Regions from separate parts of the Mus musculus genome. Here all the other regions are linked to region 1. Evidence: chromatin contacts called from public HiCAR-type and promoter capture Hi-C data. All regions are on one chromosome and are shown on one strand. Each heading gives the region's core, a stretch centred on a gene start, on an enhancer-like site or on the middle of the called end of the contact. The rest is flanking DNA. Distances are from core to core; before and after follow the strand shown.

Region 1 (6,906 bases), core at 2,398-4,897:
CAGAAGGCAGAGGTAGGCAGATCTCTGAGTTCAAGATGAGCCTGGTCTACAGAGCGAGTTCCAGGACAGCAGGACTACACTGAGAAACCCCTGACTCAAAAGAAAGAAAGAAAGAAAGAAAGAAAGAAAGAAAGAAAGAAAGAAAGAAAGAAAGAAAGAAAGAATAAAGAAAAAGGGTCTATGTTCTACCTTTTTAAGCATCACCTGGTCTACTCCTAAAACTCTGTTCTGTGTTTCCACACCACTGCCTGTCTGGCTAATTCCAGTCAACATTCTGTATCAACTCTGGTCACTTTTTTCAAAAGTTTGCATTTATCTTATTTATAGGGTGGGGTGGGTACGAGACAGACAGATGGACACACAGAAAACAAAGATAATCATGTACACTTGCAACTTGCAAGAGTCAGTTCTCTCTTTCTACCATCCAGGTTTCTGGGGATGGAACTCCAGTCCTCAGTTTGGCACAGGCCACTTTTTAAAAACTAAACACATACTTGCCCCTCTAGAAGGTCCCCCGTTGTCAGAAGCTCAAATTCCTGAACAACAGATAATGAAAACACCACAGATATCTGACATATGGCCATGCTACACTGTAGTCCATAAGTCCAGCCATGATGACACTAGTAAGGACTGTGTCTCTTGCAGCACAAAATTTTGACAACTGTAAGGCATTGCTGTTTTTGACACAGGATCTCAAGTAAGTAGCCCAGGTTGGCTTCCTACTCTTGGTCTTCGAAGGATGGCCTTGAACTTCTGACCCTCCTGACTCTACATCACAACAGCTGGGATTTCAAAACTGCACTACTACGCCCAGTTTATCTGGTGCGGGGGATGGAACCCAAGGCTTTGCAAACTTCAGGCAAGCACTCTGACAGCAGAGGTACATCCCAAGCTCCTATTACTCATTTTTAAATCATCAGAAGAAAAATACTTATTAATCCTTGAAGTAAAAAAAAAATAATAATAATAAATTAAGCCGGGTAGTGGTAGCGCATGCCTTTAATCCCAGCACTCAGGAGGCAGAGGCAGGTGGATTTCTGAGTTCAAGGCCAGCCTGGTCTACAAAGTGAGTTCCAGGACAGCCAGGGCTATACAGAGAAACCCTGTCTCGAAAACCAAAAAAGGGCTGGAGAGATGGCTCAGTGGTTAAGAGCACCAACTGCTCTTCCGAAGATCCTGAGTTCAAATCCCAGCAACCACATGGTGGCTCACAACCATCCGTAATGAGCTCTGACGCCCTCCTCTGGTGTGTCTTAAGACAGCTACAGTGTACTTAGATATAATAAATAAATCTTAAAAAAAAAATTAAGACCCTCAAATCTCCAATGAGGGCTGGACTGGCCATTTTGCTTATCAGAATTCTGGTTCAAGCACTGGAAGTTGATACAGATAAGTTGTTTATTTAAGACAGAAAGAAAGAAAGAAAGTAAGAAAGAAAGAAAGAAAGAAAGAAAGAAAGAAAGAAAGGAAGAAAGAAAGAGCACCTAGCCCAATGACTGTGTACACTATAAACAAAACCAAAACCAGCTTACTAAGCAAAAACAACGCTTGTGGCTCTGGCTCTTCCGAAAGCCAAGCTATAAACAGATCTGGCATCTGCCATTGTCATCTGGAAGAGGAAGATTACTCGCTACTTTAAAAATAGGCAAGAGGGGGCTGGGGAAGCTTAAAAGGGAGGAGCCCAAGGGACCCCATTCACAACACCAAACACATCAAGAACAACAGGGAAAGTTATCGAAGAACTGTACGAGGCAATGTTTTTTCTCAGTTGTGTGTGTTCAATCATATATTATGAAGCGGAACCGGTAAAGTGTACACACAGACTGTGGTAGCAAAGACAGTTTTGACAGAAACAACTGTTTTCCTAATGGTGAGATAAGATAGGACTTCAGTGGCCTATTCTAACTTCCCTAACCTTCCAGACAAAGCGAGTTTCTATAAGAATGGGGTATGGGGAATCGTTGTCCCCATGATCTTCACCAATGTCATAGCTTCACTTTCAATAAATAAATAAATAAAGGTGCAGCACCTTAAAGTATGCAAACACCTGAGTAGCCATAAAGTTACTGTTTCTTCACACTGAACACAAGGAGACCACCATCTTCTGTGTGTCTGGGATATGACAAGAAGAACACACAGAAGCCGGTAGAGTAGGGCTAAGGTGAATATGGATATGAAGCAATCAACTAAGAAAGGATTACTACACCAGGACCCTCTCCAGCCCAAAGAGCAATTCATACTTCCCATTTTCTAGACAACTCCCTTGCAGCTAATGTAAAGTCTTTTTATAAAACTAATGCTAACTTAGGCTCAGTGATAAAAGCATGTAGGCCAGAGGTTCTTTCCAGTCCCCAGCCCTGCCAAATCCAAAGGAAAGGGTGTGTGTATCAGGACTAGGAAAACCTGGCATATTTTGGTTTAAGCCAGCACTATAAAGGGAGAAAGAAGAATAAACAAAGTGGGGACTCTCACATTAGTACCCCGACTCAAAACTGACAGGGTTGGGGGCCACCTGGTTTTGCTCTAAAATTCTCTTTCCAGTGAAGAGGGGTGGATGTGACGATTCTGCAGGGGGGAGGGGCATTGTGTAGGCCTGGAGAACTGTAACTAACCAGGTTGGTGTTTCCAAGTTCTGTTATCGCAACATCTCTCAGGTTTTAGGCGCCTCAGGAAGCTCCTTCAGGCCCTGCAGCTACTGGAAGCTACTGGAAGCTACAAGGAAGCTGAACCACTTATCACGCCCCCCCCACCTCTCCCCCAGGGCCCACCTGTGCCTCCAAGCTCCCTCACCTGTCACTTACTCCAGAGACCCCAGTAAAACCCATCCATTTCTCCCTTCGGAACTCAAGACTTCCCCGGTCATTCCTGTGCCCACCTGCATCGAGACTCCCACATCTGTACGAAAACACCAAATCCAGGTGTTATAAACACAAAGCCACTAGCTCCTTTGCGTGTCAGCACCGAAAAGGACACTGGTGACAGAAGATCTAGGCTCCCATCTCTACCTCGGCTTCGCTGTGTGTGCTGATGCCACGTACCTCCACATACCAGTAGCAAAACAAACAAACAAAAAACAAAACAAAACATAGATAATGACTTACGTAGTAAGTGGCTGACAGCCTCCAGTCCCGGAGGGAGGTTGGGGCTTCTCTCTGGACAGCTCCGCCACCCGGCCCTAGGGCGTTCCCATGCCAGCCCCGGGCCTGCGAGCACAGGCTCCACGACCCACCCACAGCGAACGCAGCTCCCCCTGGTGGCCGCGCGGAGAGTGGAGCCGGCCGTGACCACCCATCAAACCTCCCCTCCTGCCTTCTAACATCTAGACCTCCGCACAGCCCGCGAGGTCGCCAACAAGCCGGGGACCGCGCGAGATCGGAACGAGACAGGCCCCGTTTCTCCCGTCCGAGGCTTCCCACCGCCCACCCCGCCTTGGAGAGCCCAAAGAAGTGAGCCCGTGACAGCCTCCGACACTGCATGAAAAAGGCGTGAACCGTCACCTACCTGCACCCCAGCCTCCCCACACGAGAGCAAACAGCCCGGGCACGCTCGCGAACATCGGACCCTGAGCAAAACAAGCCTTTATAGCGGCATAGTCCCCCACAACGCGCAAGCGCGATGCACAAAGCTTGCGCAAGACCGAAGGGAATCGTAGTCCCTCATCCGGCAGCCCCCAGCGCCGCACACCGCAAAAGACTACGTTTCCCAGAAGCACCGCTGGTGCCCGGGATGGGGTGCAGGCTGCTCACAGTACCCGCGCGCATCTCGTGCTGCCCCATCCTTCCCCGGTTTCTGATGCCCAGTCTGGAACCTTCTCTGCCTTAGTCACGGGGGCTGGGCAGGCGGGTCGGGGTAGCCGGTGGCGCTGTATTCTCTGACAGCCAGAGGTTCAAAGTCAGGAACTTCCAAATCTATGCGGCGGTTCCACGTGCCAGAAAACATCGTGAAGGTCATCATAGCCTGCTTCTGTCCAGCCCCAACTCTTAGCTGTGGTGTCACTTAATGGGTGCATGAGTCCTCCACGTTCTGCATGAATGGTACCTTTGGATCTTTTCTCTTACCCATCTATCTCAGCTTCTTGACTTCTAAGTAGTGAAATGCCAGAATCGCAATTTCCAAAGTGACAAGGGATGTCAAAATGATATACTAACTAATCAATCTATTTTTATAAATAAATGTAAAGCTCCCGAGGCATTAGTCGTTTTATTTTTTCTATTTTATCTATTTTAGTATCATAATATAAAGACTACTCTATTGCATGCCTCCCAACCTTTAAACTACCCGGGGCTTGTTTATGGTTACCCATTTAAGGGATTTAAAAAGAAAGTAAACTGGATTGTCCATCATACAACTACCTAGTTAGCTACTGTGAACACTAATGTCATAAAGCTGGACTTATTGACAGGATGTATATTTGACACACAGAAAGCTCAGGAAGATAGGCAGTGTTCAGAGCTGGGCTTTCAGGAAGTTGGATCATGAAGACTCTGAGTTAATGAACGGTTTAATATTGACTGATTGTTCCATGTCACTATTAGAAGCTAGTAGAATATGAGGACTTGGAGGCTTGTTAAAGGAAGTTGGTCCCTGGAAGTATACCTTTGAGAGATGTGTGTTACCCCTTCCTGTCATGATGTTCAGCCTTGTGCCGAGCACACACTAACAAAACCAGTTCACCATGGATAAAAACCTGAGCCAAAATAAGTATTTTCTCCTTTAAGTTCATGTTTTCTCCGGTATTTGTCATATTGTCATAATAACAAAAAGCTGATTATGTTTCACTATTTTAAAATTAAGATATATATTGTTGGGGTCAAGGAGTCGCCAGACAAACCACCAAACACTGATCTCAGGCAGACAGGGATAGTTTATGGAGCGTATGTCCTGGGACTGACTGATCAGGGTCAAAGACCAGACTCAGGAGCTGACTGCAACCTCGAGCCAGAATCTACAGAGCTTTTTAAGTCTGAAATCCACAAACATCTGTGTCAAGTTCTTCCACCAATCAGGATTTAGGGATAAGGACTTCCTCTGGAGCAGGTCTTTGTTGTACACGTATCCTGTTCCCATTGGTTGGGGGATCAACTTGCATTGCCTAACATCCATGCCTTAACTTGCCAACCAGGATATCAGTTACCCATGTCCATATCTTTTTCTGCCATGTAGGATGTCAAACCCCAAAGAGTTCTTAGGAATTTAAAACTATTAAACCCCTACTCAAAATGGAAGTCTTATTCCAAATAACTTCTTACATTGGTGCAGGAGAAGCTTATAAAAGCAAAAACCATAAAGGCTCATTCACCAGTGCGGGACGTGCTTGCTGTAGCTAACTATACAAAGCAGTTCTTACTGACCTTTGTTGTGATTGGTTTCCAAGAGCATCAAAGCACATAACATAATAGAGTATGAGCCGGGCGTGGTGGCGCACGCTTTAATCCCAGCACTTGGGAGGCAGAGACAGGCAGATTTCTGAGTTCTAGGCCAGCCTGGTCTACAGAGTGAGCTCCAGGACAGCCAGGGCTATACAGAGAAACCCTGTCTCGAAAGAAAAAAAAAAAAAAACATAACAGAGTATGCAATCAACTCGTGCATGAGAAAGTTTCCTTGTAACAGTAATAACAACATAAAGTGGCTGGACCGGCAGCAGCTACTCGGGCCTTGACATATGTGAGATGTCATTAATTGAAAAGATGAGCCACAAGTTATAACTGGTTTTTCTTTCTTTAATTGAGGTAGAATCTCTGGGATTTCAGAAGCTGAACTTGCCAAGTAGGCAAAGGTGACCAGCACCTTTGGTCCTCCTGTCTACCTCCATAGTGCTGGAATTACGGGTGATAAACAGTGCTGGTGACTAAGCCCAGCATGAGAGGCAAGCTCTCTGGCAACTGAATTACATCTCTGTAAGTGTTGGTCTGTTTGTTTGCTTGTTTGTTCGTATTTATTTATTCAGTTTTCATCCCCATCACTGTCTCCTTCCCAGTCACCTCCTCCCACAAACCTTCCCCATCCCTCCTCCCCTTCTGCTCTGAGCAGGTGGGGGTCCCCTATGGTGTCTCCCAATCCTGGTACATCAAGTCTCTGAAAGAATAGGTGTTTACTCTCCCACTGAGGCCAAACAAGGCAGCCCAGCTACAAGAACATATCCCACATATAGGCAACAGCTTTTGGGATAGCCCCCGCTCAGTTCTTCAGGGCCCACACAAAGACCAAGCTGCACATCTGCTACATATGTGCAGAGAGGCCTAGGTCCAGCCTATACATGTTCTTTGGGTGGTGGTTCGGTCTCTGAGAACCCCAAGGGTCCGGGTTAGTTAATTCTGGTGGTTTTTCCTATGGAGTTCCTATCCCATTAGGGGCTGCAGTCCTTTCTCCTATTCTACCCTAAGAGTCCCTAAGCTCCATCCACTGTTTGGCTGTGGGTGTCTATATCTGTCTGAGTCAGCTGCTGGGTGGAGACTCTCATAGGACAGCCATACTGGACTCCTGTCTGCAAGCATAACAGAGTATCATTAATAATGTCAGGGATTGGTGCTTGTCCATGGGATGGGTCTCAAGTTGGGCTGGTCAATGGTGGGCTGTTCCCTCAGTCTCTTCTCCATCTCTAATCCCTGTTTTTCTTGTAGGGTAAGTGTTGCTGGAAATATTAAAAATGAACAAGCTCACTCCGCTCTTGTGCCAGCATCTCTCTGCCCCGGCTGCCTGGCCATCCATGCACTGGCAGGCAATGACTGGCCTGATTTTATCTTGTGGAGACTCTCTGACTCAGAACTCCAAAATCTCTCCACCCAGCTCACTAAGTTCCCAGTGGTGGGTCGTTACCATGCCAGCCTCATGCCACAACCTCTGTGGTACACCTCAGGCAAACCCACACTTTGCCACAGTCCCTTTCTCTCTTGAACCCAGACAAGC
Region 2 (6,906 bases), core at 2,233-4,732, 2.9 Mb before region 1:
AGGGACCTGCAGCCAGGTGCCACACTCTGCCAGGTCAGAGGGACCCACAGCCAGGCACCACACACTCTCCCTGGTTGGAGGGACCCGCAGCCAGGCGCCACACATTCTGCCTGGTCAGTGGGACCCCCAGCCAGTCGCCACCCTCTTTCACTTCTCTGTATCTCACAAACCTCCGAGCCTGAGGGAAAGGAGGGGCTTTGCAATCTGATTTATCTGGGGGCAGCATGGTGACAGCCTTGCCACTGTTGGCTGAGTCACCTTGGGTCTATGGTCTCCCCACTCCATGACTGTCTGTGAAGAATGCTGTGGTAGCATGTCAGCTACTCTGTGATGGTTGATGTAACAGCATAACCCCACTGTCCTATTGCTAGGGACTGGCGATGTAAGCTTAGATGTCCACTTCTGTCGTTTCCTTTGAAGTTTGCCACAGCCCAGAGAGCAAAGTAGTGCTGTGGTGGTCACTTTACAAGCTGAAAACAGGCTCAGTGATTGCCTGCCTGGGTCAGCTTGTGCTTCATCGGCAGAGCTGGAAGCAGCCTCACCCAGCCCCCACCTTGCCCTTCCGGTTCTCCCTCCCTCGGTGCCTGCTTCTCTGTGCTCTCCTGCCCTGCACTCAGGCACTGGGAGTCTACTGCAAGGGGGGAGGCTGCTCACCAGGGAGAGGCCAGTGAGAGCAATGGAGAGGGTCAGACAAAGAGCAGCTCAGCATGGGTTAACCCGGCACTTCCCTCCTCATCTCCTAGCAACATCTCAAGATCGAAGGCCTGGGGAGGGAGCCACTTCCCTGGGAAAGAGGGGCCCCAAGCTTGCCTACTTCTCAGACGGAAGTCCTGCACTACCTACCAGAGATAATGCTGTTCTTACGCAGGACATCAGCCAGAGCCTCTGCTCCAGCACCACAGAGCCCATTGTCCCGAAGATCCAGACGCTTGATGTAGGGATTAGAGGTCAATACGGAAGCCAATGCCCGGACCCCCTGGAACAGAGCAGAGAGGTACAAGGGGCGAGGAACATAGTGGCCTGGGGGGCCTGGTCCTTCCCTGAACTGAGATACAGATGGTCATAATTTCAGTTTAAATCCCCAGAGCTCCCACCTCCTCCAGAGAACATCAGCTTCTACCTTTAGGTGCCGCCCAATCTCACTTCCTGGAGTCCTTCCTACAATTCCACCCTCATCTCTGTCACACAGTCTCCACCCTGTCTCGCAGGCATGGGAGATGGGACTTGTGTGGCACAGACAGCTTTGAGTGTCTGAGATAGAATCAAGGACAAGATGGCCACTACCTCCTACATCCTCCCAGCCAAGTGTGGTTCCAGTGTCCCCCAACAGATACCTGGGGCCCCAGGCCACGGTGCCGAAGGTTCAATTCAGAGGCACCCTCTTGGCGCAGAAGACAAGAAACTGGCACAACACTATTGGCCCGGCAAGACTTCAGATAGAGGGTAGCCATGACCCGTTCTCCAAGCCCATGGGTGCCTAGCAGTAGATGGGAGATGAAGAAGGAACGAATCACTGGCATAGCCTGGACCCTTTCCTGCCCCTGCCATTTCTTCTTGTTCTGGTGGCTACTGTGCCCATATTCTAGATGAGGACCTCCACACTAAAAATTAATTAAGTCTTTTCTCAAAGCCACCAAACTAGTGAACCAAAGGGAGCATTTGCCTAATGCTGACATGTTTGCTGTCCTTGCCCCACTGCGTCCAGGTATCACAGATCACCTTCCCAAACATACACACACACACACACACACAGAGACACACACAGAGAGACACACACAGAGACACACACACACACACATACACAGAGACACACATACACAGACACACAGACACACACACAGAGACACACACACACAGAGACACACATACACACAGACACACAGATACACACAGACACACACACAGAGACACACACAGAGACACACACACAGAGACACACATACAGACACACACACAAAGACACACACACAGACACACACACACAGAGACAGACACACACACAGACAGACACACATACACAGACACACAGACACACAGACACAGACACACACACACAGACACAGACAGGCAGACAGACATACACAGACACACACACACAGAGACACAGACACACATACAGAAAGACACACACACAGACACACAGACACACACACACAGAGACACAGACACACACAGAGAGACACACATACACAGACACACTGACACACACCACCTCCACCACCACCACCAAAGCTGGCCTCCAGCTTGCTGGTTAAGTTCAGCCTTGAGCTCAATGCTTCAACCATGCTAGGCAAGCACTACACTGAGCTACATTCTCAGTCCACGGGTCATAAGGTCTATATAAACACCCTGGGAGCAGAGGGCTGGAAACAATCTTAAATCCAATATATCCATTAGCTAGGTTTTTCCTATAGGTTGGAACGCCCAGCCCCGAACTCTTTGGGACACAACTGCTTGTCAGGGTATTTCATTTGCAGGTTTTCCAGAAGACAGTTCTAAATGTTAGGCCTCCTCATTCCTCCAGGAGGGCAAGGACTTGAGGGGTATCAGCTGCTGATACTGGGAAATGTGCCCCCACAGAGGGTGCCGGTCGGTTCTAGCTGCCCTCCCACCACTTTTGCGGGAATATCCTCAAGTGAGGATTCCAACTAGGACCCCACGCGGAGGATGAGGCACCTTCTGCTTCCAGAGCAGAGTGTGAATCTGCAGTCCAGGACCTTTCGGCCTCCAGGGTCTCTGCCTGAGGCCCAGTGGCCGCAGCTTCTCCCTCTTGATCTTCATTCTTCTGAACTTCGCAGGGACCCTTCATGTTTACTCTCACTACCCAGTCCGGGACGCAGACTCTAACCACACAGCTCACCGCCTGGAACTCTTCCCAGGGATGTGGGCGGTCCCTCTGGCCTCCTTGACCAATCGAATCTGATCTACGGACAACAGGTGGTCTCTGGGGCCAGTAACGGTGCCCGCCCTCCCACCCCGCCGTCGTCCTGGGAACCGGGTCTTGTTTGCAAAAGAAAACACAACCTTGGCACGCTCTTTCCCAGGGCTGACTACCGCTGCCATGCACGGGGGTAGTCACTCCTTCATGTTCTTTTCACAAACATTTCCAGTCTGACCCCAGAACTAGTGTTTTAGTTACGGCGCTTGGAGTAGACAGCGGCTCTACAGAAGATCTGTAGCCTAGCAATAGTTTTTCTCTGGGGCCACAGCTATGCGGTCACTGCCTAAGGGTCTCAGCTTTCTCTCAAGATCTAGAGGTTGCTATGCTGCTGCGCCAGCAGGGGTATCTCAAACCCAATTTATACTCTTTGGAATGTGCAAGTTTGAGTTCAGAGCCCCTTCTCTGGGCTTCTGTTACCCCGTGTTGACTGCCCACCATATAAGAAAACAAAGTGAGTGGGTAGGGACAGGTCTATTCCTCTCTCTATGCATAGGGTCCAACCCAGGGACTCTGGACAAAAGGGGGCGGGGCTACACCAGCTGGGGTTTGGGAATGAGGCAGGAGCCAGCTCCTACTGAATTTGAGATGTCCCTTTAACAACACTGGCCTGAATCCCATGCATGGCTTCTTGGCCTCCAGTTCAGCTGCGGCTAAAGTTGCCTGCTGACTCATGCAGTTGCAGCCAGCAGGAACTGGGAACATGGCTTCTGCAGCCGCAGCAGCACTCGTGAGCTGGGGGTTTCTGGATTACAAGACGGAGAAATATGTGCTAACCAGGAACTGTCGGGTGGGCGTCTCCCAGAGGCTGCTGCAGCTGGCAGTGGTAGTCTACGTGATAGGGTAAGAACCGCTCCTGGCCAGACTGCAGAGTCTGCTGTGGGGGGTCTTGCTTGCCGAGGGATAAAAGTTGGCTTTTTAGAACCCCAGCTGGTGGGAAAGTGGGAATGGGGGTGAGAGGTAGTCAGAAGGGATTTTAGTCCATTCAGAGAACAGTGGAAGATCCATTCGCCCACGTAAGGGGCTTTGTCTCCAGCGTCTTCTCGGTCTCTGTTAGCGTCTGCAGTTCTCCTGCCCTAAGGTACCCTGATGCAGCAGGAGGCAGTAATTCTCTGAGCAACACAGCACTAAGCCTCTCAGAGAGACCACCAGCTGGATGTCCGAAAAGTCTTTGAGAAGGGAGCTGGGTTTGCTGAGTGTGTGAAGGCACTGGCTGTGAAAAGTGACCATCGTCATCTGAGAGCTCCACCTACTCAGGGGTATAGAGCAAGAGGCGCAGCTAGACAGAAGGTGGAGGCCTCCATGCTGGTCTGGGAGCCTAGTGTGTGAGCACTGCTACTCCTTATCTAGACATTACACTATCCATCATCCTTTCCCTAGGTGGGCCCTCTTGGCCAAAAAAGGCTACCAGGAACGGGACTTGGCCCCTCAGACTTCTGTCATCACCAAACTCAAGGGGGTTTCTGTAACCCAGGTTAAGGAGCTGGAGAACCGGCTGTGGGACGTGGCTGACTTTGTGAAGCCATCACAGGTAGGTCCCCAGCGCTGCTGCAGGAAGTCAGAATTCTTCAGCCACCACCACCAACCACACCTGCCGTGCATGAGAGACATAGGATGCAGGAGGAAGGGTTCTGAGTCAGTGTGAGAAAACAGCTTTCAGGGATGTGGAGCTTCCCAAGCCAAGAAGCCAGGGCCTGCGGAACTTCCTTTAAAGGAAGGTTATCGATGCAACTCAGTGGCAGAGAGCTTGCCTGGCATTCATAGCTTCCGAGCTTCAATGCTAGAACCACCAAACAAACAAGCAAAAACAAAAATACCATCCACCCCACCCATCCAGCACCCATGTGGTGGAGAGATACATGTGAGAAGGAATGAAATATCTTCGGTTCATGATTTATGCTTGGAAGTGAAATGTAGGGGATGGGAACCCAGGGCTTGAGCTTGCTGAAGTCCCCTTGCTATCATTTAGGGATCTTGGATCAAGTTCATTTTTTTTTCTTCCCAATGATGAAAGAATTAAAAGGCAGAGGCTGGAGAGATGGCTCAGTTGTTGAGAACACTGGCTGTTCTTGCAGAAAATACAGCTTCTGTTCCTAGAACCCACATAGTAGCTCATAGCTTTCTGTCATTTCAGTTCCAGGGGATTCTATGCTGTCTTCTGGCCTCTGAGGGCCTCAGGCAGGCACACACACACACACACACACACACACACACACACACACTAATTAAATAAAACAACTCGGCTGGATGCTCAGCATATGCCTGTAATCCCAGCACTCTAGAGGCAGATGCAAGTAGAGCTCTGAGTTTCAAGACCAGGCTGGGTCTACACAGCAAGTTCCAGGATAGCCAAGGCTACACAGAGAAAGCCTGTCTTGAAATAAAACAAAGCCAAAAAAAAAAAATACCCTGCTCAAAAATAGAGTGAAAAGGCAAGAAATAAGTCACAGTCACAGCAAATACATGTCTCATTAAAAGTGAGAGTGCACACATCCCACACACAAAAGAGACAGGCTTCCCACCAGAGGGAAGGGAATTTAGAAACCAAAATCCATTCTCCCATGGAGGGCTGCTGGTTTTAAATATCTGTGGTGGGATAGGATGGGTGCCTCTGTCCTGAATTTTGGATTATCAACTTGAAAGAAGAAGCTGATAAGTCCAGAGGTTCATGCAAGCTGAGACATGCCCAGGACCAGCCTTGAATATAGCTGGACTAGTCTAGACCATTCATCCAGAAGGGGGTCCTTCTGGCAGGGAAAAAAAAAAAAGTTCACCAAGCCTTTGTCTTGGAAGGAGGTGGTGAGGAAGAGTCTGGGAGTTGACGGATCTGTGATGTATACACCACCCCTTCCCCATCCTTGCCTGTCACAGTACAGTCTGACTCCTTTCATGTCACTCACATGCCCCTCTTTGTCTCTTTTAGGGAACATCTTCTCTTCTCCCTCCACCTAGCCCCAGTTACCAGCTGTTACGGGACATTTCCTGAGGAGACATAAACAAATGTCTGTATACCTCAGATAGGGCACCAACGATGAACCAATTCCATTCCAAATAAGTTCTGTGAACCAGTGACTAATTGTGGTTCCCTGTAGGCATAAGTGAGGGGTACTTACAGGAGCACCAGTGACTCAGGCAGCTATCATCTGTTGGCTCCAGGTGGTAGTAGCTTTCTATATGGGAGCATGCTCTCTCTCTCTCTCTCTCTCTCTCTCTCTCTCTCTCTCTCCCTCTCACACACACCCACACACACACATCAGCAGGCTCCCTCTGTCCCCACTTTGGGTGAGTGCATGAGAATTTGAAATGACACTTGTATGGAAGATACGGATAGAGGCATGACACTTTCTGAGCTCAGGGGAGGCCGTAAACCTAGTCAGCTTCACCTGCTTCACTGGACGCCATTTTCTGCAGGACAAATTGGCAACTAGATGGGACCAAAAACTATTCCCACAAAATCCAGGCTACCCAGGCTGGGCTCTACCTCAGAGGGTGCTGGCCTAGCCTGTCTGAGATCCGGAGTTCCATTCCCAGCACTGAGAGCAACAAAAAGCAAACAAACCAGGCTGTCAGCTTCTATCTTCTCAGTTGAGACCAACCTTCAGCCTTGCCTTCTAGGGAGAGAACGTGTTCTTCCTGGTAACCAACTTCCTCGTGACACCAGCTCAAGTCCAGGGCAGATGTCCAGAGGTAAGCTTGTCCAGAGCCTCTAACACACACCCACCCCTTTTTTTCTCATCAGCCCTGTCTCCTTTCTCCTTCACTCATGGCTCAAAGCTCAGTCCCAGCTTGGTATGTCTATCCCAGGCAAAGGGCTACACTTTTCTAGAAGTCATTTCACCAAGTCTTTACATCTGCTGTTCACGAGGAATACTTTAATTCCCATTAAACAGGTGATTAGGGCTCCATATGTCCAATCACTTTTCCAAGGGTACCCCAAGTATGGGTTACCGGCACAGTATCTGAGGACA
Region 3 (6,906 bases), core at 1,150-3,649, 2.6 Mb before region 1:
GGCTCAGTGGTTAAGAGCACTGACTGCCCCTCTGAAGGTCCTGAGTTCAAATCCCAGCAACCACATGGTTGCTCACAACCATCTGTAATGAGATCTGACACCCTCTTCTGGTACTTATAATAATTAAATCTTTAAGCTGGAGAGAGCAGAGGTTCTGAATTCAGATTCCCAGCAACCACATGATGGCTCACAATCATCGCTACAGCTACAATGTACTCATATACATCAAATAAAATCTAAAAAAAAAAATACTTTTGAGACAATAAACAAAGAGACCCAGGGCTTTATGTAGCCCTGGGTGTATTAGAACTTGCTTATAGGTAGGAAAAACAGGCTGGCCTCTTAACTCACAAAGCTCCTCCGTCTTTGCCAGCTGCACTCTTGTTTCCTTATGTTGCTCTTGTCAGCAACTGCCACAGCAACAGGAAAAGTGGACAGCATTCAAAGTGGCCACCCACACTTTTCTCAAGAGTCGAACCTGGAAAGTTCAGCTTGTATGTTCAGGTCCCAGGCAGGAGTTTACCCTAGCTTAGGGAGAGGGTAAATGGGGTGTGTGGGTGACACTGGGGAACTCATGTAATGAACATGAAGTCAGGTTGCTATTAGGTTGTGCCCTTCATAGCCATCAAGCATGGGAATTGGTCTATGGGAAGAGGATAGGCTGATGCCATTGGGACGTGGCCCAGCTGAGGCTTCTCCTCAGGTCAGTACTTAGAAAGCCCCAGCTGAACCACGCAACTACAGGAACCTCTGCTTCTAACAGCCTGGGGAGCCTCCTTGGGGAGGCCACTGCTGAGGGCAGGGTTGTACTCACCCTCAGCTTCCCAGAAGTGGTTGGCTTATTTACTTGTTGCTGAGAAGTATTTGCATTTGTGACCACATGGGAAGACTGTTCCTTTTACCCACTCCACCTCTCCCCTGCGCCACCAGCCTAGCCAGGCTGAGAGGGCTGAGGAGAGGCCTGAGGTCCTCCCCTCCCCGCCAGCCTGCTAACATCTATGGCCTTGGGCCTGTCCACTGCTCTGGTTCCGGCTCAGTCCTTCAGGCTCCCTGTCTACACCACCTGTCCCTCATACGCAAGGTGCCCTCTGCCGGCTGCCCAGGAAGATATTGTCTAACCTTTCCCTCAAGTCAGAAGCACACACACCTTGGTGGGACCAGGCTGCCAACAAAGGTGTGTGAACTCCTGCAGTCTGGAGCAGTCTGCCTCAGGGTCTCTCCTGCTTTGTCTTTTCTGGACCCATGCAGCTCCAACCATCTCCTGTCTGACCTAGGCTGTGGTAACCATAAGTACTGTGTTCTGCTCTGCCTGGGTGAAGCCAGTGATTCAAGGCAGGGATGAGAGAAGAGCTTTACTGGTGAGAACAGTAAAGGGTTAACAGAGGGCCCCTGCCCAAGCTGCCTCCTGGCCCAGGGGTCTTATCCTTAAGCTTGTGTAGAGACTTGGAGGAAGGATATCTTTAGCCAAGTCCAAGTCGTCCCTAGGATGGACACTGATTCTGCAGCTCCTTTGACAGGCTTGCTGATGTCATACTAAGGTCAGGCTAGAGGTTCCTGGTAAAGGAAGCTTTCTGACTCCGAAGACTTCTGGTTCTGCTTACATGACAAGGCTCACTTTGACAGCTGTTTAGGGAATGAGGTGCTCAGGAGATCAGGAGACAAAAGTGGGTATGGTAGAGACAGAGCAATCTACTTAGTGGCCCTGGTTGTCCTTATGTAGTAGGGGGGTCTCCATTCTAAGCCTTGATTTCACTCTCTGAACTTCTCCTTCTTAGGAGCCAATAGCCTTCTCAAGCTGAATACATGCCCTGGGCACCCAGTTCCTTCCTACCCCTTGAGAGGACTTCTGAGTTTCAGTTTTCATCTCCAGTGTCCCCTTCCCTGTCTTTACCTCCTCATTATATCAAAGACCATCACTGCTTCCTTCTGTTCCAGGCTTTTTCCTCAGAGAGCTCCTTTCCCTAGGTCTCCAGTTCATTCCCACAGGTCTTTGTCTACATCTTGCATGCTGCAGGAGATCAAGAGATGCTAATGGCACACCATAGAACAACTAGGGGTTCTTAGCTCCAGCCGAAGGCCAGTGTGTGAACCGGGGCCTTCTCCAGGACCCCTTTGCTCCCGGGCCTGGCGGCTCCAGGGCTTCTGACAAGGGGGAGAAAAGGCGCGGACCAGGACTCCTTCACAGGATCCCGCAGCTCCTTCTTCCCGCAGTGCTTCGCCGGCTTCCACCAAGTTCACCCCCGAGTTCGTGCATGGCCAGGTGGGGGCGGGGGCCGAGCAAAGAAGGGGCGGAGGCGCGACCGGAGGGTGGGGTCTGGCGCGCGGGGCGGGCGCTGCCGCCTGGCCGGCCGCGCTGGCCCAGGATCAGGGAGCCGATGTGGAATTTCCTGCCCGGCCCGGCGCCCCTCCTGCCGCCCCCCGCCCGGCCTCGCACTCCGCTTCCGGCCGCCCTTGCCGCGGCCGCACCCGCGCCCACCCGCGCCTGCCCCGCGCCTCATGGAGGGCGCAGGGTCCCGGGGGGCCGGGCCGGCGCGGCGCCAGGGAGCCCGAGGGCTGGGACTGCTGCTGCTGCTCTGGCTGCTGCCCGGTCTCGCGGCGCCCCAGGACTTGAACCCGCGAGGCCGCAACGTGTGCCGCACGCCCGGGTAGGAACTGGGCCTGTCCGAGGCGTGGGCGCGAAGCGGGCTGGGGGTAGCGGCGCCCCATTTCAGTCCGGGCCATCTAGGACCTCCCTAAACTGGTCACGCGAGCCCCTCGGGCCTGCCTCGCGTCTTGGGCTCGGTTCCAGGCCAAGCCTGGGCCCTTAGGCTGCATCCGAGGGCCGGCTGGACCAGAAATCACCTGAGGGGTAATGGAGTACTGTGGGGAGCCCCCAGGGGTACTATGTGGTGTCCAAAATGTCAGGGGAGAAGAGAAAGGAGCTACTCCCTAAGCCAAGCAAGGACACTCGGAGGGGACAGCATGTGCATAGGCTTTAGGAGCCAGTGGCTTGAGCCTGGAGTAGGGGTTTAGAAGGGCGAAGGAGCAACCTTGGGCGAGCTGGGCACTGGGACAGTCGAGACTTGGAAGGACAGATTTGTCTTGGTAGAGCGGGCGCGGGGTGGGAGGAAGATGGTGGTGAAAGTGAGCACGGACAAGGCTACACTCACGGTGGACCAGAAACCGGAGTGCTTGAGGACAATGATGGACGCGCGATGGGGAGGACGTGGGAACCCCTGTTGGCTCCTTGTGGGCGGCCACTGGGTGTACGGAGGTGGGTCTCTGAGAGGATCTTGCTAGGAAAGCCGGTGTGGGACAGGCCCAGCCAGAAAGCAGTGGAGCCCGGAGCTTGCGCGGAGGGTGAAGAGCGACGACGGCTGAGTAGGCGCAGAAGCCGAGGGACCTGTCTGCTCGTCGGAGCCACGACGCAGTCAAGGCATCTCTGCAGAGGCGAGGAACCCACGGTGGGGCGCCTCTGCCAGTGCTGGGGAGGCTGTTTTGGGACTCCAGGCTAGGGTCCCGGGGGGCACCCTGGGTCAAACGGCTCCCCGGGGTGCGAAACGTCAGCTAGGGTTTTGGAGGGTCAAAGTAGACGAGGGCTGCTAGCTGACCGCGCGGTTTCCGAAATCGGGTCGAGAGGACACAGACCACTCCCGGCCGCGAGCCCCGCCTCGGAGGCGGGGGGGGGGGGGGGCGCCTGACTAGCCATCTGCTTCGCATCGCCGCCGCCGCCTCGTCCCGGGCCTCCCCGGCCCCAGGAATGCAGCGGCTGAGGCAGGCGGGGCGGTGCCTAGGGAGGGCGGTCAGCCCGCACCAGGCCTTCTCCTCCTCCGACCGGCTGGCTGGGGGACGGGACTCCAGTGGTGGGTCAAGCTGTTCCGAGCTGGAGTTGGGGAACCCTTGGTCTCCAATATTTCCGCTGGCCGACCTCTCAGGAGGATGTCTGCCTCTGTAACCTACAGCTGCTTTGCCATTATACTCTGGCGGCAGACTGCCCCAGCTGTCTGGATCTGAGCAAATACTTAGATTTTCGGGGTCTGTCTCTATCTCTGTAAAATAGGGTTGCAATAGGCCTCAGCTCTTGGTGCTGGAGATGAGGGTGGATGCCCTGAGTGTGGGTGGAGAGTTTGTGGGAAGAAAGATCTCTGGACTGTGCTCACCCGAAGTCTGGGCCATCCTTTTGGTTACAATGCATGAGGTCCAGCAGAGAGAGGTGCCAGCTCAACCCGTATTCGAGGCCATGCACCTACAGCCTCCAGGCCTGTTAGTGCAAGGTCTCTGCTGCAGAGACCAGTGCCCTGTCTCACAAGTGGTTATGGAGTTGGGAGTGCCTTTTCCTTTAGGGGACACATGCCATGGTGAACACAGACCTACAGGAGAAAAGGAGATAGATCTGCAGGTATTGGGGCACAGTTCATCCTACACCCCTTCCCCCTTCTAGAGGATATCTTGGAAGCCCTGCAGGTGTGGGGTTGAGGGCATACTGAAGAGATGCCAGGGCCACAAGAGATGTGCCTACTGCTCTGAAAATGAGGCTGTTTTTCATAGAGGGGACACCTGCAGAAGATGGACTAGCTAGGAGGTAGAAGGTGGCCCCTGGAGGCTGGAGCCCAAATTTAATAGAATCTGGAAGAGAAAGCAGTTCTCTTTCTTAGTAAATGTAGTGTGAGCATGGTCTCAGCTTCCCAGCATGGAAGGACAGAGGCAGCCTGAAGAGGAGTAAAAAGGTTGGTTTTTTGACACTCCTGAGCATTCAGAGTTGTGATGTCATCCAGGGGGCAGCTGCTGTAGCAAGTCTAGTAGTGAGGGAACAAGTCACATGGCATTGCTTACCTGGTGGGGCATGGTGAAGAAACTGGCATGGTTAGGGCAGAGAACCATGTCTGGGGGCAAGAGGAGGGATGGATGGGGACCCACAAGGCACAGAAGCCTCCTTGGTTGGATCTGAGAGTGACTGGGGATAGTGACCAGGGACTAGTCACTGATCTAGTGAGTGGGCTCTAAGATTGGGAAAAACATGAACTGCTTGCCACACAGCAGTGATTGTGGCTCCCAGAGTATCAACCTATAGCAGCACACACTGATGGTTGGAGTCTGATTACCCAAGGTAGCACTCACTCAGAGAGCAAGGACCTGCCTTTGTAACTTTTTGAGTTTTTGTTTTGTTTTTGTGTTTGTTTTGTAATATCGTAAACGAGTTCACCAGGCCTTCTTGGCTTGCCATGATTGGGTGATCAGTCCTTGAAAGTCTGCAAGACTTGTTCTCAGTGAACCCAAATGGGCTTGCATCTGCTTGTAGTGTCAGCTGCTCTCAAAGGCGTCCTGTAGCTTGCTCCCGCGGCTGTAAATCGCCCTGAACAGGCAAGGATCTTAACTTCTCTGAGCAGCAGGTTCCTTAGCTAAAGAGTAGGACCTGAGGCTGCTGAGCTGACTCAGTGGATCAAGGAACTTGCCACAGCAGAACCTGAAGATCTGTGTTCAATTGCCAGAGCCCTCATGGCAGAAGGGGAGGGCTGAACTTCACATACATAGAGTGGCTTGCTCTCTCTCTCTCTCTCTCTCTCTCTCTCTCTCTCTCTCTCTCTCTCTCTCTCTCTCTCCCTCTCCCTCCCCCTCCCCCTCTCCCTCTCCCCCTCCCCCCCCCTCTCACACACACACACACACACACACACACACACACACACACACACGGGGAGAAAATAAATACGTGTTTGCTTGTTTAAAGAATGGGCGAAGAGCTAAGGTGCACAGGATTTCTGCACAGTCGGCTCCCCAACCTCTGCTGACCGACCTATCAAACACCTTTGAGTGTGGCCCTAGGATCAGACACCCAACCTCAGAACCCTTGTCCTAGGTCAGCCAGGGAGCCCAGGAACCGGTGTCCTGGAGCTCTCAGCAGGCCACCAGGCAAGAAAAGCAGCTATGAAAGAGTCCAGACCACGTGGAAGTGAGAGGAGGTGGGCGGGATGCACTTAGGTCTCTCTCAGAAGGCATCCCTGGGGCAAGGTGGGTGGGTCAGTGGCGGCGGCAAAAACAGGCGTTTCTTTCTTTCTGTGGTTTCTGGTTTTTTTGGGGGGGGGGGTTGCTGTTGTTTGTTTGTTTGTTTGTTTTGAGACAGGGTTTCTCTGCATAGCCCTGGCTGTCCTGGAACTCACTTTGTAGACTAGGCTGCCTCTGGTCGAACTCAGAAATCCACCTGCCTCTGCCTCCCTCCCGAGTGCTGGGATTAAAGGTGTGGTTTCTAGTTTTAATTGTGGAAAATATGCAAAGCCTGTTCCCTTCGTTTATAAAGTTTTATGGGCTCTGTACTCCAGGTCCCAACTTTGATCTGAGGGAGAACCAAACTCTTTGGCTGGGGAGGGAGCTTTTTGAGGCAGCTGGCTCCTATCCACACGGTATGACCATCACCCCAAACTGGTCTGGGCAGTGTAGGAACTCTCTTTTCAGCATGCCTCCCACCCCTCTCTGGGTTCTAAGTTCAGAAGCCTCAGAAAAAGCACACTCATTTTCTCTAAAATGTAAATAGATGCTACATCCCTGTAGCACTGAGGCAAAAATTTGGGCCTTATGAAAGCTTCCGTGTGTGACTCTCCCCTTTCAGCTTCATCTGCCTTAACCATGGACACTGCACACACACCCCACCCCGCTACCCACTCTCCCTCAATCCCCAGGCTTCACACCCAAGGACTTCCCAAGCTGTATCTGCCCTCTGAGATGCTGCAGTGAAAATTTCCCCTGAAGTCTAGTCCAGGTTTCCTCCCCAGCAGAGTCCTCTGAAAAACTGACATTTCGTGTATATTGTAAGGTCAAAGAAACATAAGTAAAACATTAAATACCAGTAGGTACTCCACCCTCCCTGCCCCTGGAAAGCACTGGGCCTCAGTTTACTTTCTTTATGTCCCGGGAAGGCTCCCATATGTGGTTCCC
Region 4 (6,906 bases), core at 2,937-5,436, 2.2 Mb before region 1:
GGTAACAGGGCATGTGACTGAGTTGTTAGAACAGATGTCAACACTGCCCAGCTATAGTGCATTATTTCAAGGCCTTTAAAGGAGGGTGTAAATCCATGTACTTTTACACAGCTCAAGATGGATCTAAACAAATAGGGAGGGGTGGCTCTTTGAGACCTCTTTCTAGGTACATAAGACCACACCTGGCCAAGAGCCCTCCTCATTTACCTTCTTGTCAGCCTGATTCCTTCCTATATCATCCCAGAAAACAGCTTAGAAGGAGAACATAACAGAAAGTAAAAAGAAGGCAGCTTTGGCACGGGATAGCTCCAACTTGCCCAGATAACATAAGTCTAGCCTGGAGGTCTATATCTACCCTGGACCTATCTTGCCCACAGCCTAAATTCACTGTCATAGTTCAGAGACTTGTTACAAAAAGACAATAAGTGTCATAAATATATGCCCCCCCCCCCCAGTAACCAACTCCTAAAACTTGCAGGGTCTAAAGACTGAAAGGCCACCTACTATAGTGGTTGGCGCATATCTTCAAGGTTTTGTCCCTCCTCATAAGAAGGCGGATGGTCCCTTTCTCCTTGTGCTTCAGAAGCTTGACATCTCCAGTGCCTCGCTCCTTCCATTCTGGGAGGTCATTCTCTGAAGCAAACCGGAACAGCTTTGCACGCCTGTAAGAGAAGCCAGTATGGAAACATCTAACAGAGAGGGAACTCACACCTGGACTAATTGCCACAAAGTGTTCTTCATCTAACAGAGAGGGAACTCACACCTGGACCAATTGCCACAAAGTGTTCTTTGGACACTGAACATAAGGGAACTGTTGAACACTGTGTCTTCCCCAAAAACCTTCTTCAATGGGCTTTGGGCACCAAGAATTACTAGGCAAAATAAAACCCAGGGGAGCACAATAGGCCAACAAATACCAGGTTGCAGAAAGATATTCATAGCAAAGGATTTTCCCCCAGAGACACATCTAAGGATACACATGACCCTCAGTAGGTAAAGAAGCCACAGGTCTGTCTGGACAACCTACTCACACTAAATGAATGCCCTGTAACTACATAAAGCCTTAGGAATATTATCTTCCAGAGGCCCAGCAACAGCTTCCTGTCAGAAGGAACCTATAGCCTCCAGGTTTCAGGTACACAGTACCTGCAATGAGTCCAGTACACCTGGCTCTCCTGCCAAGCCAGCACCCTTCTCCTCTGTAGCCCGCATTTGCTGTTACAAAGCCTCTGCTCTCCTCCAAATTCAGTCTTGTCCAGGGAGATTGCATCTTCACTTAACTCCTTAAGAGAAAGCTCAAAGGCCCTTATATAAAGGCACAATATGCTGTCTCTAGCACAATACCGAGGACACTGGGGTACTTTCAGCATCAAGTGGACAAAATCAAGTACCACGTAACTCAGGGAGATGCTACCCTCACCCACTGTTGTGGATCAGAGCTCTGGACCACCATCTTCTAGGTAGTACAAGGGTGTACTTATGGCTCTCCATGGGCAGCCTCCTTCCCTCCCTCCCTTCAGAGCAGAGAACCTCTAACAAACATCTTAGGCATAACTGAAAATTTGACATTAGCAAATTCTCTTGATTTTACATGAGAATGAGGTCCATACCACTGCTAGCACTACACTCTCAGATCTCATACTTTCTAACCTGAAAAACCATGAGCTGGAAGCTGAAGAATTGGCTCTGCAGTTAAGAGCACTGGCTGTTCTTCCAGAGGTCCAAATGGATACTCACAACTTGTTACTTTAGTCCCAAGGGATTCACTACCTTCTTCTGGCTTCCTTTAGTACATTGTGTAGATAGACATCAATGTAGGTAAAATGCCCATACACACATAACAATTAACAAGGGCTAAACAAACCTCAATCTTTGAGGATACAGTTAAGGCAACAGACAGCAAAGCAAAAACAAAGAAAAGCAAAGACTCTGCTCAACAAAGAAAGGGAGCCCCCACCCAGCAAAAAAAGTCTCACCATGTAGTCCTGGAACTTGGTTATATAGACCAGATTGATCTACAATCCACAGAAATCTACCTGCTTCTGCCTCCCAAGTGCTGAGACTAAAAGTGTGAGCCCCCACAGCCTGCTGGAGACACCCAGATGACACAGAACAGTGATGGGAACAACCTTCACATGACTGGCCACAAGGCAGCAGGATAACCTGGCAACATTTTTGGCTGAGAAATGGTTGAATTTTCATTGTAAGACTAGTCACCATACATCTCCAAGCACTTTCTTAAAACAGCCTTTATCAAGCTGGGTCCAAGCCATGAAATTCACAGAAATCAGTGTGCCCAGCCACCCTAGAATTCTTCTGTGCAGTTCCAGATAGAAATCACAAAGAGGCTATGCCAGAACATATCACTAAGGCTTATACCTGAAAGAGAAACAATACAAGGGACAGAATTCCTAGCTTGGCTGGCTCCTCTAGAAATTGAAGAGGTAAACATAAGTGGTCCAACTATGGTTGCTGGGTACTGCAAAATGTGAAAGAAATAGCCTGCAGAGACCTGCTTCCTGTCCACTCTTTTTTCTCTCTGTCTCAGTCAGCCTATCTAAAGATACTTCCAGGACCCCTTAACAGACTTACATCTTAAAAAGTTCCTCTTCATCTTCCTCCAGCGTTTTAATTTCTTGCTCGGGAAGAGAAACTATTGGCTCGAACTGGGGGTCGTGGTTGGACTCATCTGCATTCTCTGTGGAAGTATCATGGTCCTCGTGACTGTCCTGTGTAGAGAAGGTAGAGTGATGTTGCTGGCTGGTGGACTCGGTCCACAATGGGCATCATCAATCACAAATGGCATCTGGAAAATGCCTCCCCAAATTGGAAATTAAGCCTTTGGTTTTATCTTTCACATCATCTGATTGTATTTACAACCAGCATCACAAAAAAAAAAAAAAAAATCACAGGATATCATGAAACAAGACTGTGTATTTTGACACTCCTACACACTCAAACATCAATGGGTTACACACACCCAAGTCCTTGGCAAAGTAGCTTGGGAGAAACTTCCTCTTCTGTTAAAAAAAAAAATACCCACCATGAAAAAGAACATGATATACTCAAAAGGAAGAGCAGCCGTAACAGTTTTTACTGAGGGTTATCCAAGCACTTGTTAGTTTACAATCCCTCCAGCAATAATACCCAAGCTTGAAATTTTAAGCCGAAAGAAGCTAGGAAAAGTATGACAAATAAGCTCTAAGATTCTGACTCAACTTGGAGAATTACAAGGACATGCATGTTTAAATCTGACAAGATCACGTGCTTTGATAATATAGAGAAATCCCAGACTCACTACCTAACTCAACAGGATAAAGAAACAGAAACCTTTCGTTCGGTTTCTCAGCACTGCGGCTAAGCTGCGGCCGACACACGAGCCACCAACAAAGCCGCCCCCGCCCAGAGTCCGCGCGTCTAATATCTGTACCCTGCGCTGGGACGCGAGCTTTCCCCACCGAAGGCGCAATGTCCTAATGAATGAAGGGGTCTGCGTGCAACTGGAAGGAGGATTGCCGCCCCTAATGGGAAGATCACAAGTGGGCCACGACGGAGGAGATCGGCCACCTCCAGGTCCCCAGGTGAAGCCGGGAGCCCAGTTTGGGCATGGCTGTTCATCCGCAGACCACAAGGTCACGCGCCGCCCTGTAGACCCCGAGATCGGAGTCTTGGCCAGCAGCTCCCACTCGCGGACCCCCAAAGACCTCGAGCACCCCAGGCCCAGGCGCCTCGACAGGCCCCGAACCCGCAAGCCAGCGAGGGTTGGAGGCCGAGGCGCGGGCCGCCCACGTGGCCGCCCATAGCGGCCCTTGCCTCTCCGGCTGCCCTGCCCCACCCGGGCCTCGCTGTACCTTGGCGGCCGCCATGGGGGCGCGGCGACGGTGGCTCGACTAGCTCAGGCGTCGCTGGCTCGGCGGCCTCTGGGCGGCTAGTCGCAGCTCCTTTCCTCCGCGTCTGGCGCCGGCGCTCCCGCCCGTCCGCTCTTCCCTCCGCCCCCCGACCCGAACCCTGACCCCTGACCCCAGCGGCGGGAAACGCGCAGTGATTCAAAACCAGTGTAGCTTTATTGGCTCCGACAGCGGACATTCATTGTCCGGCCCGCCCCGCGCTTCCCGCCAAAACGCCCGCGGCGCATGCCCGGCCGCGCCTCAGCCCGGGGAGCGCGCTCTCCCGGCGACCCACGCGCGCACTTCCGCCTGCAGGCTGAGTGCCTCCGACGCTGGCGTGAGCGGCTGCTGGAAGGATCAGTCGGGACTCGGCGCGCGGCGGTGACGTCATCGGAACCAAGCCCTTAGAGAGAGGAGACGCAGCTAGTGTGCGCTGGCCAGCCGAAGGCAGGCGCAGCGTGTGGCCCTTGGGGACAGTGCATCCGCAAACCTCAGTCCCAGCTCTGAGCACCCGAGTTTTGAGTCCCTGTGTGGAGCTGCGGTCTACCTTCACGGCGGCGTACCTCGTATCTGCGCCCTTGTTGGGTGGGAGGCCGAGCCGGTGGTCCTCGTGAGCACCCTGGTCCGGGCAACAGACGAGCCAGGAGATGAGTGAGCCGGCCGCGGAAGTAAAGCAAAGGGAGACGTGCAGGAGATGTGGACGGGGTGGGCGGAGGTGGGTTGGGGCAGCAGTCATTACTGTCGGATCAAAGATAGGATGGGGGAGAATTGGGTCTCGAGAGTAAAAGAACGGGTTTCTCCAGGGCTTCGTGGAGTGTGCACTAATGGAGATCTGTCAGCGGTTTGGGGGAGCGAGTCATACCAATTAGAGCCTTCAGCCAGGCCCGTCTGTTCCCACGTAGGTTCCGGAGCCCATGGAGGACTGCGGCCAGGATGCCAGTGCTGTACCCAGCTCTGCGGCCCCACTATGTCAAAAAGAGGAAGCAGGGCCTGGGCCAGCTGCAGGGCCTGGAACGCAGCCTGGGCTCTACAGCTACATAAGGGATGACTTGTTCACATCAGAAATCTTTAAACTGGAGCTCCAAAATGTACCTCGCCACGCCAGCTTCAGTGACGTCCGGCGTTTTCTAGGCCGTTTTGGTCTACAGTCCCACAAAATCAAACTCTTTGGACAGCCACCATGTGCCTTTGTAACATTCCGAAGCGCTGCTGAACGAGACAAGGCCTTGCGAGTGCTGCACGGTGCTCTCTGGAAAGGCTGTCCGCTCAGCGTACGCCTGGCCCGACCCAAGGCTGACCCCATGGCTAGGAAGAGGCGGCAAGAAGGTGATAGTGAGCCATCAGTAACACAAATTGCCGATGTGGTGACCCCTCTGTGGACAGTGCCCTACACTGAGCAGCTGGAGCAGAAGCGACTGGAATGTGAGCGGGTGCTACAGAAACTGGCCAAGTGAGTGTGGTGCTGACATCCCAAGCAGAGCTGGGTTTTGCTCTTGGCCTGGTCCATTAGCCATGTAAGCAATTCAAGATACACACAGAGTTTATGTCAATGGTTCTGTACCATTGGTGGGAACCAGTGGGTCACCAGACTTTCAGAGGGGTTGCCTAAGACCATCAGAAAACACATTTACATCATGATTCACAACATTAGCAGATTACAACTACAAAATTAAAAAATGTTATGGTCGGGGATCACAACATGATTACAGGATCACAGGCACCATTAGGAAGGTTGAGAACCACCAGTCTGAAGTGGTCAACGAAAGAACTCATAAGGCCCACAACAGAGGGATAGTGAGGTCGCAAATGAATTGCCCAGTATGGATGGGGAACAGTGTTAAATCCAACCATGATGTATTTCATCCTGCAGAGAAATTGGGAACACTAATCGTGCCCTGCTACCCTGGCTGCTTTTACAGAGACAACAGCACAATAAAGCTTGTTGCCCCCTGGAGGGGGTCAAGCCATCACCCCAGCAGGTCAGAGAAATCCCATTCTGTGTGTATGGGGATGGGGGGGCTTGGGAGGCTGGCCCTTGTTCATGTCAATTTTATTATGCATATGCTCTTTGATATTTTTCTTGCTTTTCATTTCTTCCCAATGTTTGATAAGCCAGCAGTAAAATCTTGTTCTGTTACCCCTTGGGCAAATCTGGGTCTTTTGTTCACTATGGTATTTCTTCTTCCAGTGCTGGGTAATCAAGGTTGAGATCTGACTCTTTACTACACTCCTACAGACTGAATATCGTAATAAATGTGAATTCCTGGTCGGAGTTGGGGTAGACGGCAAGGACAACACAGTTGGCTGCCGGCTTGGCAAGTACAAGGGTGGAACATGTGCTGTGGCAGCTCCCTTTGACACTGTGCACATTCCAGAGGCCACTAAGCAGGTGGTGAAGGCCTTCCAGGAATTCATCCGGTGGGGACCTTGCCTGGGGCTGGGCTTCTGGGAAGTCCCTGATCCATCTGGGACAAGGGGGGTGGCCCCTGCACTGGCAGTTGTGGATGTGGGGTAAGGGGACAAGGTACCAGGACAGATGGGCACACACTGAGTATATTTGTGGTTTCTTCAGTTCCACACCATACTCGGCATATGACCCTGAGACATATACAGGCCACTGGAAGCAACTGACTGTTCGTACCAGCAGCCGAGGCCAGGCCATGGCCATTGCCTACTTCCATCCCCAGGTCTCAGGTGGTGGTCCTGTTGGGGGATGTGTCTGGTATAGGTTGGCTTTTGCATAGCCTGATGGGAGTTTTATATCATCTACTACAGAAACTGAGCTCTGAGGAGGTGGCAGGACTAAAGGCCTCCCTGGTGTGCCACTTCATGGAGGGGCCAGGCAAGGCCAGTGGGGTGACCTCCCTCTACTTTGTGGAGGAGGGACAGAGGTGAGGAGCCCAGGTGGAGGCAGGAGGGGCCAGACAGACCAGTGACCCTGACAGATTTGTTTTCTCTTGTATAGAAAGACTCCCAGCCAGGAAGGCCTGCCCCTGGAGCATATGGCTGGCGACCAGTG

The links. Promoter capture Hi-C pulls out the DNA fragments that hold promoters and counts their contacts. HiCAR-type assays count read pairs that join an accessible place to other places.
Region 2: a HiCAR-type map of astrocytes shows a contact between it and region 1, with 2.8 times the contacts expected there. The contact joins the promoter of P2rx6 here to the promoter of Abcc5 in region 1. A contact is called at or near these places in 1 of 39 promoter capture datasets (cranial neural crest) and 1 of 115 datasets of contacts at active chromatin or transcription factors (astrocytes).
Region 3: a contact with region 1 is called in a promoter capture Hi-C map of pre-B cells. The contact joins the promoter of Scarf2 here to the promoter of Abcc5 in region 1. A contact is called at or near these places in 2 of 39 promoter capture datasets (cranial neural crest and pre-B cells).
Region 4: a promoter capture Hi-C map of pre-B cells shows a contact between it and region 1, with 5 times the contacts expected there. The contact joins the promoter of Trmt2a here to the promoter of Abcc5 in region 1. A contact is called at or near these places in 7 of 39 promoter capture datasets (the 3T3-L1 cell line, cranial neural crest, frontonasal cranial neural crest and 4 more), 1 of 115 datasets of contacts at active chromatin or transcription factors (astrocytes) and 2 of 9 other capture datasets (adipose tissue and liver).

The regions. Positions count from the first base shown.
Region 1 is chr16:20,422,747-20,429,652 of GRCm38.p6, forward strand. Abcc5 (ATP-binding cassette, sub-family C (CFTR/MRP), member 5) reads right to left here and starts at 3,648. Exons shown (of 30, transcript NM_013790.2): 1 at 3,502-3,648.
Region 2 is chr16:17,558,403-17,565,308 of GRCm38.p6, forward strand. It overlaps P2rx6 (purinergic receptor P2X, ligand-gated ion channel, 6), which reads left to right and starts at 3,483. Exons shown (of 12, transcript NM_011028.2): 1 at 3,483-3,781; 2 at 4,319-4,469; 3 at 6,554-6,625. The coding sequence starts at 3,612. It overlaps Lrrc74b (leucine rich repeat containing 74B), which reads right to left and starts at 2,845. Exons shown (of 9, transcript NM_029053.3): 1 at 2,677-2,845; 2 at 1,335-1,477; 3 at 844-976. The coding sequence starts at 2,809.
Region 3 is chr16:17,794,883-17,801,788 of GRCm38.p6, forward strand. Scarf2 (scavenger receptor class F, member 2) reads left to right here and starts at 2,400. Exons shown (of 11, transcript NM_153790.3): 1 at 2,400-2,645. The coding sequence starts at 2,497.
Region 4 is chr16:18,244,697-18,251,602 of GRCm38.p6, forward strand. It overlaps Trmt2a (TRM2 tRNA methyltransferase 2A), which reads left to right and starts at 4,187. Exons shown (of 12, transcript NM_001080999.2): 1 at 4,187-4,555; 2 at 4,790-5,337; 3 at 5,758-5,866; 4 at 6,124-6,305; 5 at 6,460-6,574; 6 at 6,663-6,778; 7 at 6,853-6,906. The coding sequence starts at 4,535. It overlaps Ranbp1 (RAN binding protein 1), which reads right to left and starts at 3,998. Exons shown (of 6, transcript NM_011239.2): 1 at 3,852-3,998; 2 at 2,593-2,729; 3 at 505-662. The coding sequence starts at 3,866.